Linked DNA regions of Bicyclus anynana: region 2 is linked to region 1. A link is a contact called in public Hi-C data. All regions are on one chromosome and are shown on one strand. The core of a region is the stretch at or near the end of the contact, and the rest is flanking DNA. Distances in the headings are between cores, read along the strand shown.

Region 1 (7,195 bases), core at 2,351-4,850:
CTGTATTCTGAGAGGCGATCCGCTGCCACTCAGGACTTGCACTATAAGCCCTCAATGACAGCGCATAGTCTATTCGGAATTCGCGTCCCACGAAGTGACTATGCTAAAGAAACGTCCACGCGGCCGCTCTTAACTCGATCCAATCGCTATAATATAGTGCAATTCTGTCTAATTCGAAAAAGTTTTTTCTTTGACCCAGAAAAGATCAAAAATACTTGGAACGTTGCGACTCGCGACTCTTGTGGCCATCAGGACTTTTAGCCATGTGGCACGTAGATTCTCTTTCTACAAACGCTAACGCTTCGAATATTTAAAAATGTATGGGAATGTATATATTTGCTATCAACAGTTCACAACCGATCCGATCGACAACTTGTCCACCACCGCGCTGGCCTAATGCGGATTGGATTGAATTCTCTGCGTGCAGATAATTAATAAAATTCTCTGGTATGCAGGTTTCCTCACGATTTTTTTCCTTGTCCGTTTGAGTCACGTGATATTTAATTTCTTAAAATGCACACAACTTAAAAGTTCGAGGCGCAGGTAACAAAAAATCTAGTTTCAAATAGATCGAACTACTATCGTAAAATTGCAGTACACTCGCTTCGTTATATTTGAGTGTACAGTACATACAGTAAGTACAAAATTAATGAACACATCATCGGCTACGGTAACAAAAAAGTCCGCAGTGCTGAGATATTTTTTGTACAATAAAAAAAAAATTAAAACACAAAAGCATAAATATGTATGCCAGCCTAAATGGCCTGCACTGGCATTCATGCTTTTGTTTAAACTGCTCATTTGGTATTACAATGCCACAAGTACCTACAAAACCTACCACGAGTATGCACCGCAGTTAGGGCTGCCAATGCCGAATATCTTGGTTTTTTTTATTATACAAATTGGTATTATTGGGTAAATATGGTGGTGGTCATTAATCACACAGACATACCTGACGTTTCAAGAGTGCTTGTAAGCGAATCCTGCTTTTCTTTATTTTCATTTTAAGTGGTCGCAGTCTAGCGTTGAGTTTGAATGTGTCCGTTTGAAATATATTTCAGTATTGAAAAGCTCATTATTGAGGAAGGCTAAAGTTATAGCCTATATTTATACTAATTTTAAAGTTTCTGAGGTTGTAGGGGATTTATAAAGTTCTTCTACCAAGAGAAAGCCACGTTATTTGTGAGTGTCATAGACTATTTATTATCCCCGCATCCCCACAGAAATGGGGACTACGCGGGTAAAACCGCGAGGGTTCTGTTAGTGCGCTATAATTATACGCGATTGAAATTACCGGGCCAGCGGCCGTGATCCCTCCAGACAACCGAAACTGAAAAATGCACTCTGCAATGACTTATGTGTTTTTCCCGTCTTTTATACTGTCTATAATAGTAACTTGCTTATTTACTTGTTAATTTTTGTAAGTCATCAAAATAGATCCCGATTTTACCGCCAAATTCATTTTTATAAAAAATTCATTTACAAAAAATATTTTTTTGTTGGTTAGATAAGCAAGTATCTAAGAGTAGGTACATTTTTATTTTCCGATAAATTATGGCAACCCTAACTCATAGTTGGTCACTGTAAACTTGTAAAGGTTAAAGTCAAAGTCTTCATTATGTTATATTATGAAAAATTTAACTACTATCCCAAAAATAGTAATGAGACTTATGTATCGTAGCCATTAACCGGAAATAGTGAAAAGAACACCAGCAAAGCCAAGGAATCCAGTGGTACCTATACCTTAATCCATTGGCAAAATGTCGGCGAATAAATCAGCTGGCTGATTTGAGTATATAATTGTAAATTTAAGTACTCATATAAGTTGACAAAGCCCAGGATCCGGTTGATTCTGGTAGCCAACTGGGTTACCGGGTAATGAAAATTTCTGAGCGTCGGAACGAGATAATGCACCACGCAATTTGTAGGACTGGAAAATTAACTTGATAGTAATCAATTGTAAAAATGTTCCACGGATCCCGGTCTATACACGATACCCGTATAATCATAACCGTCTAGCGACTTACTCGTACTTCTTTGCAACTAACTAGCGGGCGCCTACGACTTCGTCCATGTAGCCAAACTTAGTTATCATAAAAGACTATCCGTAGTGACCTCTTGAGTCTTGAGACTATCTATTGTTGAAAACCGAATTAATATCCTTTTCTTGGTTTATATGATCTAAGTATACTTACATTCAGAGAGACGGCAGGAGGTGATTTTCGTTTCGTTATTACTAGGAATACTACGAATAAGTACAAGTTTATGAGGACTGGAGAACAATCCGGTGTATCGTTCTTAGGGTTCCGTAGTCAACATCCCCCTTATTGTGTCGCCATGTCCGTCTGTCTGTCTGTCTAGCTCAGCGACTATCACTACTAGGAAGTTTTAATTAAGTATCATTATGTAGTGCTTATTAAACCTACGGAACACTACAATGTGCGTTGCCTGACACGCACTTGGCCGGTTTTATAGTTATGTCCGGTGCGCTTTCAAGGTTTATGAGCTTCAATAATGTTTCAGTAACAGTAAATATAAATTATTGTAGTCGTATACATTTTTTATTGAGACATTTTATAAATCGATCGTCCGTCGTTAACTTATTTTTAATGGCCTACGAGCTAGGCCAGGCTCGGGGACGGATTTGGAGCTTAGACCCACCACGCTGACCCAATGTGTTATAATGTTTGATTTAGAATGGTTACTTATTTTCAAATATTATGATTTTTTTTGATGGCCCGCGTGTCGCAATGTTATGCACGGTGCATTTACAAGATAGAGGTCCTGGGTTCGATCTCTTTTCTTAATTGGTCCAGGTCTGGCTGGCGGGAGGCCTCGGCCATGACTAGTTACCTTACCGGCAAAGACGTTCCGCCAAGCGTTTAGGGTTTCGGTACGATGTCGTGTAAAAACCGAAAGGGGTGTGGATTTCATCCACTTACAATTAGGTGAGATTATAGTCAAGAGCTAACTTGTAAATAATAAAAAAAATCATTTTATATAAATAAGGTTGGTGAACCTAGGGTGCATGTGATCCTTTGGTTGCTTGTCAAGCTGACAATAATTTTTCGCTGTCGCATTCCAGTTTATAAATTCGTAAACGCTGCAATTTATTATAATTTTATGCGGCTTCCTTGCTCACTCGTTTTTAAGTAAAATTATCTTTTCCATGATCACGTTTACGACCATGAATCGGAAGAAACTCCTATGTGTGTTTATAGTTTGTTGAAACGAATAAATGTAGACATTTGAATAACAATTACCCATACTGGCTGCTCATTATCGGGCTCAGCTTACGTGTTGGACATCTCGTTTGAATTACAGATTCCGGCCGACACGAGTGATAGTTGTATCTTTTATTTAAATGGCGGGTGTCGTTGACCCCCGTGGAAATAGCAGGAGCGTCGCGGCTTAACACTAGGTAGTTGGGTACCCTCGGCGGTCGCGCGCATGCCTGTTTCTAAGGTCGCGCCCGCCGCTGCCTTCCGATGGAAATGATTTCAATTAAAATGCCGTTTGCGGCTCACGTCGCGGCCGCACGCTGCGGCTTGCGGCTTGCGGCTCGGAGACTACGGCCGCGTCTTACCATCGGCCGCTGTTGTCACTGCGGTGTTTCGCGAGCGGGCAGATTTATTTGGACGTACCCCCTTCGGGAGGTGGGGGGGCGGGCGCGCCACCCACCGCGCCACCTCCACACATTTGACTGGATCAATAAGTAAGCAAAGGATGCCCGAGCAGAAAAACCATACACCCGACCACCCCAAGGGGGCACACGTAACCAACCCCCCCACTAGCGGGGGGAGGGGCTCCACAGATTGCCATTTTCTCTTTGCCTACGCTTTAATTAGTTGCGTAGTGACGCGTGTGGATCCATAATCCGAATTTATTAAATTGCCGAAAGAGTCGTGTTGTAAGGTTTTCGCCGAACATGAAAATTCTTCCAACCATATTATAATAATGATATATACAATAATACATACTGGAATATTACATACATAGACTAAATAAGTTCTATAATTATATCTTATTATGATACATTATTTTTTGTTTGTTTCGATCACCTTGATAAAAAATAATAATTGCCAAATCTTATACACATAAGCAATATTCTTGTTGCCCTCCGATTAATCGGAAGGACATGAAGAAATCGGTACGATAATTGTCCCACGGACGAAGATCGAACCGATGACCTCTCAGTTGAATCTAGCCTCTCTACCATGGAGCTATTGAAGCCTATAAACGATGTTATTATGTGACGAAGAATCGTTATTTACCTGTAAAAGACAGTGGCATTCACAAGGTTTTTAACTAGCGTGAGCATTATACGTAATTTTTTTTTTATTTTCTACAAGTAAGCCCTTGAACACAATCTCACCTGATGGTAAGTGATGATGTCCAACGATGACGATGAAATCCACATTCCTTTCGGTTTCACCGTACCGAAACGCTAAATCGTTTGGCGGTACGTCTTTGCCGGTAGGATGATAACTAGCTATAGCCAAAGTTTCCCAGCCAGACCTGGACCAATTAAGAAATCCTCAATTGGCCCAGCCGGGAATCGAACCCATTACCTCGGTCTTGTAAGTCCACCGCGCAAACCACTGCGCCACGGAAGCCGTCAAAAACTTGTACAAAACGAAAATTCCTTCTCCAAAATAAGTTCATAATGAATCCCCAGGATAGGCAGTGCATTATTGCATCTATGAAGTGCACGCCACTAGTACAAAGTGCCGGTACAAACGTACAAACATTATAAACCAAACCACGATATATGATTATATGGCGATCGGAATAAAGCTGTTCTAGTGAATCCTAATCTTGAGTCCATAGCGCTGACAATGCCACCATAGAATAGATTAGATAAGAAGTGATACAGCGCACCCCACCTGAAACAGACGAGCGAGCTTCCTGTGCTCTATGTACATTACAATATTGTTACACTAGCGGACGCCCGCGACTTCGTCCGCGTGGAATTTAGTTTTTCACAAATCCCTCGGGATCCATGGACTTTTCCGGGATAAAAAGTAGCCTATGTGTTAAACCATACTATAACATATCTCAATACCAAATTTCAGCTAATTTGGTTCAGTAGTCGAGGCGTGAAACAGTAATAAACATTCATATCATCAAAATCATCAGTTTTCACAAATCTCGGGAAACCATGGATTTTTCGGGATTAAAAATATAGCATATGTGTTAATCCAGAGTAAAACTAATTTACCTTCTAAATTACAGGCAAATTGCTTCAGTAGTAGCGGCGTTGAAAAGTAACAAACATCCAAACATCCATACAAACTTTCGCGTTTATAATGTTAGTAGGCTAGGATTACTATACTGGTCGAAAATAGAGTTATAACTAAGCAACTTACTTAGTCCATTTATATCGTACCTACTAAATGATTTAAAAATAAAGGAGAATTTTACTATAGCTTGGCAACTGCGTACGTAACACTCTCGATGTTCCGCGCGGGAGGCGTGTAGCGATGAATGAAAAACCCACAACTGATTCCGAATCGAAGGCAGATTTTATATCCACTATGCTGTCACGTCTCTCAAATACACATTGCAAATATATGAATTGCCTTTCCAGCTTCGGTTTGCCTACCACCTCTAATGTGGATATATTCAAGTCAAGACAATAAAGCATCTTCTAGGAAAGCACATTCCGTAGTAGGATTATACCATAGTATACATTATTCACGGACTTATATTTAGCTAGAGGCTGCTTTTTCTTACTTTGGTTTTAAATGTAACTGCGTCTGTTTCTGCTACGTGCCATGACACCATTCATCATATTCTAAAAGTGTCTTATATCTTTGGTAAAAATATATTGCGAGTAGGTTGCCTTAAAATCTCCTCATTGCTGATAGTTTGGCCAGGACTCGCACATTTTTAAACATCCTAATTTTGATAAAAACACTTTTCATTCAAAGGTTGTTATCAATTCGGATCTTCTATTATCATGTATTCGTATGAATTATTATTGAAATCAACACGCGTTAACATTATGAGACTTATTCAAAAAGTAAAGAAGGTTGCAATCTAAAGAAGCGTAAATGCATTTGGCACTAATCTTTGCACACATGCGGTGTCTAGCTAAATATAATTCCGTGGGCACAGGTATACTACGAGAAGGGAAAGGGTTCGGTAGGTTTCGGTACATGAGGGCAAATGTTCTGAGTACTTATTGTAATTTTTATTTTTTAATATATTATAAGTATACTTTGTTTGTATTCGTTGCATATTATGCACATGCACATGTTGATAACGTGGGGACGAATGTTTTAAAGTTAAGCTTTTTTATGTAAATGATTTCGGCCCCCTTGTATTCGACTTGAGTGTGTGAAAACATTATTCCTTGCTAGGTAGGGTTATAGTCTATGCGAATTTTCACGATTTTTCTCTAATTTTTAAGTAGGAAGTGTCATTTTGCAACTTCCTAATATTTAGACTTATTTTCAATCGAGAAATATTAAGGTCCTGGTTACTATCATTATCATCAGTGGTCGTTATTTAATTTAACATTATCACCCTAAGCCCAATATTCTGCATTGGTGCAGCGTGGTTGGTACTAACCAGTTGCGTAGCGTGCCTTGCCTGCCTATTTCTCTAGTTTTTGTGAACAGTTTTTAAAATATTTAAAAACTTAAAACGCCTTTTTTCTTGAAAAATATTGAAAGTTTCTGATGCGAGGCTTCGTGTCGTACTTGAATTTTGTATTTGCCGGGAATGTATTTGTTTTTGAATTGTGTATTTGCCGGGGCTACGACACCGTCGTGCTCCTTGCGCTCCATCTGCCTATTATTGATTAATCTGTGGATATTGTTTAAACTCTTTTGCGACAACCCTGTTCCTTACCGTTCCCACAGAAAGGCCCGGATATGCAGCGACTAACTTAAGTCACAACAAGAGTTAGTTATAAATAAATGCCGACATTACGTTTTATATTCACGAGTAACTCGCGACGTCTATGTCGTGATTCTACATTTCACTTGTTTGCCTGCTTGCTTCTGAGAATATTGCAATCGAGACCGCATTTTATTAGATCCCGTTATCCTTTATGGTATACATAGAAAATTATTGCACAACGCCCTTCTATGACTTTCGAAATGTAAGCATGCCTATACGCATAATAGAGCTTGTATTTTTTTTTTATTTAAAACTTGAGCTTTGTACTTAAAAGATTGATGGTCTG
Region 2 (7,195 bases), core at 2,866-5,365, 57 kb before region 1:
AAGATGGTCCTGGGTTCGATATCCGGCTAGACTTGACTAGACTTGAAATTGAGGTTTTCTTAATTGGTTTAGGTCTGGCTTAGTCCGCTTCCATCTTAGATTGCATTATCACTTACAATCAGTGATCATGGCCTAAACTTGTAAAGAAAAAAAAAAATCGGACAGTGATCGTTAAATAGTCGAAACATTAACCCTAACCCGGCCTGCCTGCATTGGAGCAACGAGGTGGGTCTAAACTCCATAATATCTCTCTTCTATGAAAAGGGAGACCAAGCCTGGGCAGTAAGACTACTTTTTTTCTCTACCACTAGAAAGCCACGTTATCTGTGAGTGTTCATATACTATATTTTATCCCCGTATTCTCACGGGACGGGTGAAACTGCGGTGCGTCGGCTAGCTACGAATAAATTAGTAGTCTGGGGTCAGAGTTTTCCACGTGGACGAAGTCTCCGACATTCGTTAGTTGGACATGAAAATGTAAACGTAACCCAGTTATAAGTTAATAACCCATCTCGCGTATTTAAATAAGAAGCGATCCACAACAAAAGTCCATGGTACGCGACCACGAGCGGGAGTCATTGTGCGCCGGCCGCGTGTCCCATTGTACGGGTAACGGTGATCGCCGCCATTTTATTTGTTAATTCATGTGATGTCGTTACTTCCTGAGCGGAGACATCCGTGGTGATGATTTTGTTCTGACTTGATATCTATATCTTCTATATATATAAAAATGAATTGCTGTTCGTTAGTCTCGCTAAAACTCGAGAACGGCTTAACGGATTTATCTTATCTTGGTCTTGAAATGTTCGTGGAGGTATAGTGAAGATTTAAAAGGTGAGAAAAAATCAAATAATTTCCGGGAAAACCCTAAAAACTGCCCTTTTCTATTTCCCATACAAACGTTTAAGAGTCAAGCGGTAGGGGTAGGGTAGGGGTACGGGTAGGGTAGCGGTAGGGTAGGGGTAGAGGTATAGAAGGGTAGAGTAGGGATAGAGAATAAGTGCACTTATGTCAAAACGAAGCTTGACCGGGTCCGCTAGTATGTATATAAAAGAAAGTCGTGTTAGTTACTCCACTTATAACTCAAGAACGGCTGAACCGATTTAGCTGAAAATTGGCAGGGAGGTAGTTTAGAGCCAGGAGAAGGACATAGGATACTTTTTACTAATTACTTTTATTCTTTTTTTTACGGGTAGGGTAGGGTAGAGGTAGTTGAAAGTTTACATCCAGTTTCACGCGGACGAAGTCTCGGGCGTCCGCTAGTTTGAAATGTTTACAATTTTTATTTCGTTTGTTCATTCGTTATCAACTCATATTCGGCTCACTGTTGTGCTAAAGTCTCTCTCAGTTTGAGAGGGGTTAGGTCAAGTCTCAGACCAATTATAGAAGGACCAGTATTGCACCCATATTCACGAACAAAATTGTCTGTCATTTTCCGAACAAAACGAGCTTGGATTTGGTGCATATCTTATACTAAACTAGAAGTTCTTGTCCGTTTTTTACACCATTCAACTACATAAAAATGTTTTTTTACGCAGCTCTTTAACCGACGAATTCAATTACAACTATGAAACATCGATTCTCTGTAGACAGTTTTTATAATAGCGTTAGATCGTTGTATCATATACTTTAGCAGAAAAGTAACGTCTAGCGAGGCAGGTCCTATACAATAATTGGTCTGAGGGTCAAGTACACCACGCCGGCCTAATGCGGATTGGCAGACTTTACACAAGCAGAGAATTAAGAAAATTCTCTGGTATGCAGGTTTCCCCACGATGTTATCCTTCACCGTTTGAGACACGTGTTGTTTAATTTCTTAAAATGCACATAACTGAAAAGTTGGAGGTGATTGCCCCGGACCCGATTCGAAACCACACCCTCCGGAATCGGAGGTCATATCCACTGGGCTATCACGACTCTTTTGTACAAGAAATAAATGGTCTATGAAGATTATTAAACAGTACTTTAGAAAAACGAACATTTTCTTTGGAAAAATGCAACCATTCCATCAGTATTTTCTTATTATGACGTTGTCACGTTCAACTATGGTCAGTAAACGAAATTACATACAATCAATTTTTTTTCAAGTATTCGGTACTTCTTTTATGTTGTTTTTTTAATTCCTACTCACTCGCAGTTAGTTAGTCTAGCTATTCACAATAATTAGCTTGATAGTACGTAATCAATTGTTTAATTGTAAATTTTAAAAATTTCTCCCTGAAAATTGTCCGACAAGGTTATGCTTCACTCGATTTAAAATACTTTTTTTATCTATTCTGCAAAAACCGGGTCTATTATTTTTGTATAAACACAAAATATTATAAAATCAACTTTAAAACAAAAAATATTATAGTCCGGTCAATTTAGACATTCGAAGTTACCTAAATTCCCACCAAGCTGAATATCGGTAAGATTGTTTAAAATATCATTAAAAATAAAATTTGAAAGTTCCCCAACTTTCCCATGTAAGGAAAAAAAATTATTCAAGGTCAAAGGTCAAAAAATTAGTTTTTCGCGATTTTCAGCAAAATGACAAGTTTTATCAAAAATACCTCAAACAAAAATTCTAGATCATAAAATTATCTACAAAGAATTATTAATTTTTTTTTCTACGAGCAACCGTTTTTGAGATATAACGATTCAAAAGTTGTAATCGTCATAATATTACCTTTATTACATGTAAGCAGTATCTGTGATGAGCAGGATTTAGTAACAGTTTTGTAAACTATTTATATAAATGTTATAAAATATGTGACTGAAAAGATAGAACAGGCGATGCCATTTGTTGAGGATGCTGTTATTTATTGCGGTGATAACGTTGCGTAGACATGAATGTCCAATATACACTCGGAGATTGGAACTGAAAGTTATTTACGAGCCGCGAGTATCTCGATGACGATAACTTCAACTAAGATCACTACGGTATTGTCGCTCTACAGCTCGTGCGTATCAACTTGACTCGAATGGTGTTTTTATGGTTGTGTTTTTTAGCCATGTGTCAAGTTGATGCGCATGAGTTTGATGCTAAATATTGATACACCGTTTTATATTAAGACCAACGGACTCGCGCGTGAAATTCAGTTTTTCATCAATGAAACACTAATCATTTATTTTTCGGGATTCAAAATTAGCCTGTTTTCTTGTCAAAAAAAAATTTAAACATATAAAAATATTTATAAGTCATCATCATCACCATAAACAGTCGATGGACGTCCACTGCTGGCCGAGACCTCTTGCATAGACTTCTAAACACCACGGTCTCGAACCGCCAGCATCCAGCGGCTCAAACCAAGTGGGGGTCGACCAACACTACGCTTTCCGGTGCGGAGACGCCATTTCGATATCTTGGGACCCCAACGTCCATCGACTCTTCGGACTATATGCCCTGCCCATTACCACTTCAACTTAGCGAATCGCTGAGATCTGTCAGTGACTTTGGTTCTACGGATCTATCTATAAGTACATAACAATAATACGCATATTAAAATTATATAACACGAAAATGTTCTAATAATACGAGAAAACATTACAATCTTAATCTAAACCTAAAAAGTAAATCAGGTTACAATTTTCCTTCCTGCTTGTGTATTTTGTGTCGCTTAAAACAGGATTGTTTTCCTCCTTTTAAGGCAGATGTTGTCAACTGTTGGTCGTAATTTAACATTACTTATTTTTTAGTTTTTTTTCTTATCTTGAGTCTATAGCGTCTCACAGTCGAAGTGTTGGTTTATTTAACAATACCTATCTAAAAACACTTGGGTAATTAAGACGAATCTAACGATAGCTTAATTACGTAAATCCGTTCAACGGTTTGGAAGATATGAGGTAATAAAGAATATTACATACATACAAGATACGCGCGAAAAACATAACCCTTCTTGCAGTCGGGTAAAAAGTCCCTAACGCCAGCTACACCATTGAACCGTCAATTCTGCAGCGCAGTGGGCAGTGAATAAGATTTCGATTTGATTTGAACCACATTCAGCACGCTGCAAATAGTATACTTGAACGTGTGTAGCTGGCGTAATACGTTCGCACCACACCGCCGTATCTTGCGTCGTAACTGATCCTCACTTCAAGATCTCGTTCCCATGCGTTTCGCTTTCGTTCCGTCGCTCGTCGTCGCGTAGCGGAACCGGTTGGCGCTCAGCCTAATAAAGCCGAGTAGTTGTAGTGCCTACTCGATATTGATAGGCTTTTAAGAGGTTTACTCTAAACTCATCGTGCTGATCGTGTCAAATACTTACTGTTTGGATAGGAGTCTGAGATATGTTTACTATAATCTTTGCTTTACTATGACGGAACAGTAAATTATGCATTTTAGAGTAAGTCTGCTAGTAACGGTTTGTTTGGCTACTTTATTATTATTTTTAGTGTATGGTTTCGTCTCTTATAGGTGAATTTAGTGCCTATACGTTATTGATTCAGAGGTTTATTCGTAAAGTCATAGTATTGATCTTGTCAAATACTTAAGTACTATTTGGATAGATATCCGAGATAATTTTACTGTAATCTCTATTAGACTTGGATGAAACCGTAAACGATCACCTATGTATTTTGGAGTAGGTAATGGTTTGTCTACTTATTTTGGTGTTTAGTCTTACTATAGATTTTGATCTCGTGTTTCGTGTATGATTCTCTAGTACTCTTTCTAGATATTAATTGATTTTATATAGTTTACTCTCCAAGTCATCTGGTCGTGTCAAAGGTTGTCAAAAAGGCCAGCGTCCATGCATTATAAATCTATACTGGACTTTTTTAACACTCATATATTAGCTTCACTTGTAACTATGTATGTAAGAAAAACAAATCTTGGAATCTTAATTTGACCCACTTTCCGGTCTTCGATTAGGATGAAATTTTGCACACGCTCTGAGTTCTGATGACAATACATGACTAGCTAAGAAACGTCATTACAAATCCAATATGGCGGCCTCCCCGAGATGGCGGACTGGTTGTTTGAAATCCACCCCCATGATATGGATATCAAATGAAAGAGTTTGCTGTCAGGAATACGAAAATTAGTGCGTGCTAAAGGCGTGTTTTTTTAGTTTTTTAAACTATTATATTATTTTACTGTCTTTCTTGTCCGTAACCTATTGTGTTATCACAATAATTATTACATATTTTTAAATTACACTTAATTAATAATAAATGTAATTAATATAAAACTGTTTGTTTGTCAACAGACTGCGTCTATTTCGAGACGTCGTCGACGTCTCCGTACCAAATCCGGCGGATAGAGGAACTAAACAAGACGCCGTCCGGCAACGTGGAAGCGAAAGTCATGTGCTTCTACAGGCGGCGGGACCTGCCCAACCCTCTCATACAATTAGCAGATAAGCATCAAAGTGAGTTATTGATTTGCTGGACGAGAGCCTGCGATAGCGAGACCTCCCTCATACCTCATATAGTCATCATATGGTACCTCTGATAGTCAGATCTTATGCCTCGTCCTTTTTTTATTCTTAAAGGTAGCATTCCGTTTTTAGCGACCGCGACCTGCGACCGCGACCAGGTCGCACGATCCACTGTTTAGTATGAATTTATATGGATCACTAAACAAAGACGGTCGCGTCGCCAAGAACGGAAGGCTGCCTTTACATGTTAGCCCTTGACTACAATCTCACCTGATGGTAAGTGATGATGCCATCTAAGATGTAAGCGGGCTAATTTGTTAGGAGGAGGATGAAAATTTACACCCCTTTCGATTTCTACGCGATAACGCTTGTTTTTGCTTGTTTGGTACCACCTGAGGCAATTTTGAAAATATGAACTCCTAATTTGAACCGAGCTGTGAATCGAACCCAGGACCTCTCTGTTGAGAACAACATGCTCCCAAGTCCTACCGCACCATAGATAAGTACGATAGACAATTATTATGGAGTTTTGAATGTGGTGAATTTGGAGCTCCATTTTTCTAAATCTTTATTGATGAACTTTATCACAGAGTGATAATGTCTCTCCGCAATTCAATTACCTACTTAAACTTTAACTAATTAACAAAACTTACATACACATTTAACCAAATTAAATCTACTATTCTTTCAACGCCTGACGTAAAAATATTATAAGTGTGACCTGTGAGTCTAAATGTGTGGCATCTTATGTCAGCCACTGACGATCAAGTAATCTCATATGCCTGGAGCGCTAACGGCTTGACGTCTAATAAAACTGATCGTGTGTTGGTCGTGATCGGCATGATGTCACAACATACGATCAGTTTTATCTTATACGCTGCAGGCACGTGAGATTATTCCTACGGTTGAGGTTTCAATAATTTCCCTTCAAGTAAATGGACTTGAAATCAATGCAATTGATGGTTCTCGAGTGTCAAACATTACCGAGTCAAAGTAAATTATGCGTAATTACGCTTGCATTTACCGGAATTGTGAAATGACAATAGGCAGTACAAAATGTATGGCTTAATTATGTGGTGCCATAAGATCCACTATTAGCTATAACTTAAATGTGGTAATACTGCATTTTACATCGGCCTCTATGGGTCTCATTGTGTGGTATATATTAGTCCAGAAGCTATCGATATGAGCTTTTTGTTTTAAGATATCCGATCAATTTTCATTGCTTTTCCACTACTCCAAGAAGTTTCTATAAGGATGCATGGGAGCTTTTTTGTAGGATCCTATGAATGTAGCTACTGATATGCACCGATTGATTGAGTGTTTTTTTTTTGTAATTGTGGAGATGCAGTAACTTCATACAAACTTAAGAGAGTTACATATTAGTATCCATCATCATCGATGGACGTCTACTGCAGGACATAGGCCTTTTGTAGGAACTTCCAAACATCACGATACTGATCCGCCTGCATCCAGCGAATCCCTGCAACTCGCTTGATGTCGTCAGTCCGCCTGGTGGGAGTCGATTAACACTGCGCTTTCTTATGCGAGGTCGCCATTCCAGCACCTTGGGTCCATAACGTCCATCGGCTTTTCGAACTATGTGCCCTGCCCATAGATCCACCAGGAACCTTTATAGTTTCGCCATGCATTATGTTATGTAAAATGTTTACATTCAAAATAGAATCGGTAATTTGGTTAGAAATAGCTTGGATCCATATTTAGTTTGCAAATGGGCCACGTCAGCGCAACCCGTGTGGCTATAAGTGCGCTTGATTATTGTCTATAAATAGACCATTATCCTATATTAAGTACCTACGACTACCATGAGCTGT

What was found. Hi-C and Micro-C count contacts between places; a contact is called where the count stands out from the background.
Region 2: a Hi-C map of whole body shows a contact between it and region 1, with 2.2 times the contacts expected there. The contact joins two enhancer-like sites. A contact is called at or near these places in 2 of 2 Hi-C or Micro-C datasets (whole body and whole larva).

The regions. Positions count from the first base shown.
Region 1 is chr21:11,182,141-11,189,335 of ilBicAnyn1.1, reverse strand. All of the region lies in intron 3 of LOC112046452 (metastasis-associated protein MTA3), which reads left to right. Among protein-coding and RNA genes, the nearest start is that of LOC112046439, 44 kb to the right of the region's middle. Within about 2 kb of position 3,600, at least 7 of the 8 cell types and tissues checked have open chromatin away from gene starts, as enhancers often do.
Region 2 is chr21:11,239,946-11,247,140 of ilBicAnyn1.1, reverse strand. It overlaps LOC112046452 (metastasis-associated protein MTA3), which reads left to right. Exons shown (of 17, transcript XM_052888111.1): 2 at 5,190-5,351. Among protein-coding and RNA genes, the nearest start is that of LOC112046452, 21 kb to the left of the region's middle. Within about 2 kb of position 4,115, at least 7 of the 8 cell types and tissues checked have open chromatin away from gene starts, as enhancers often do.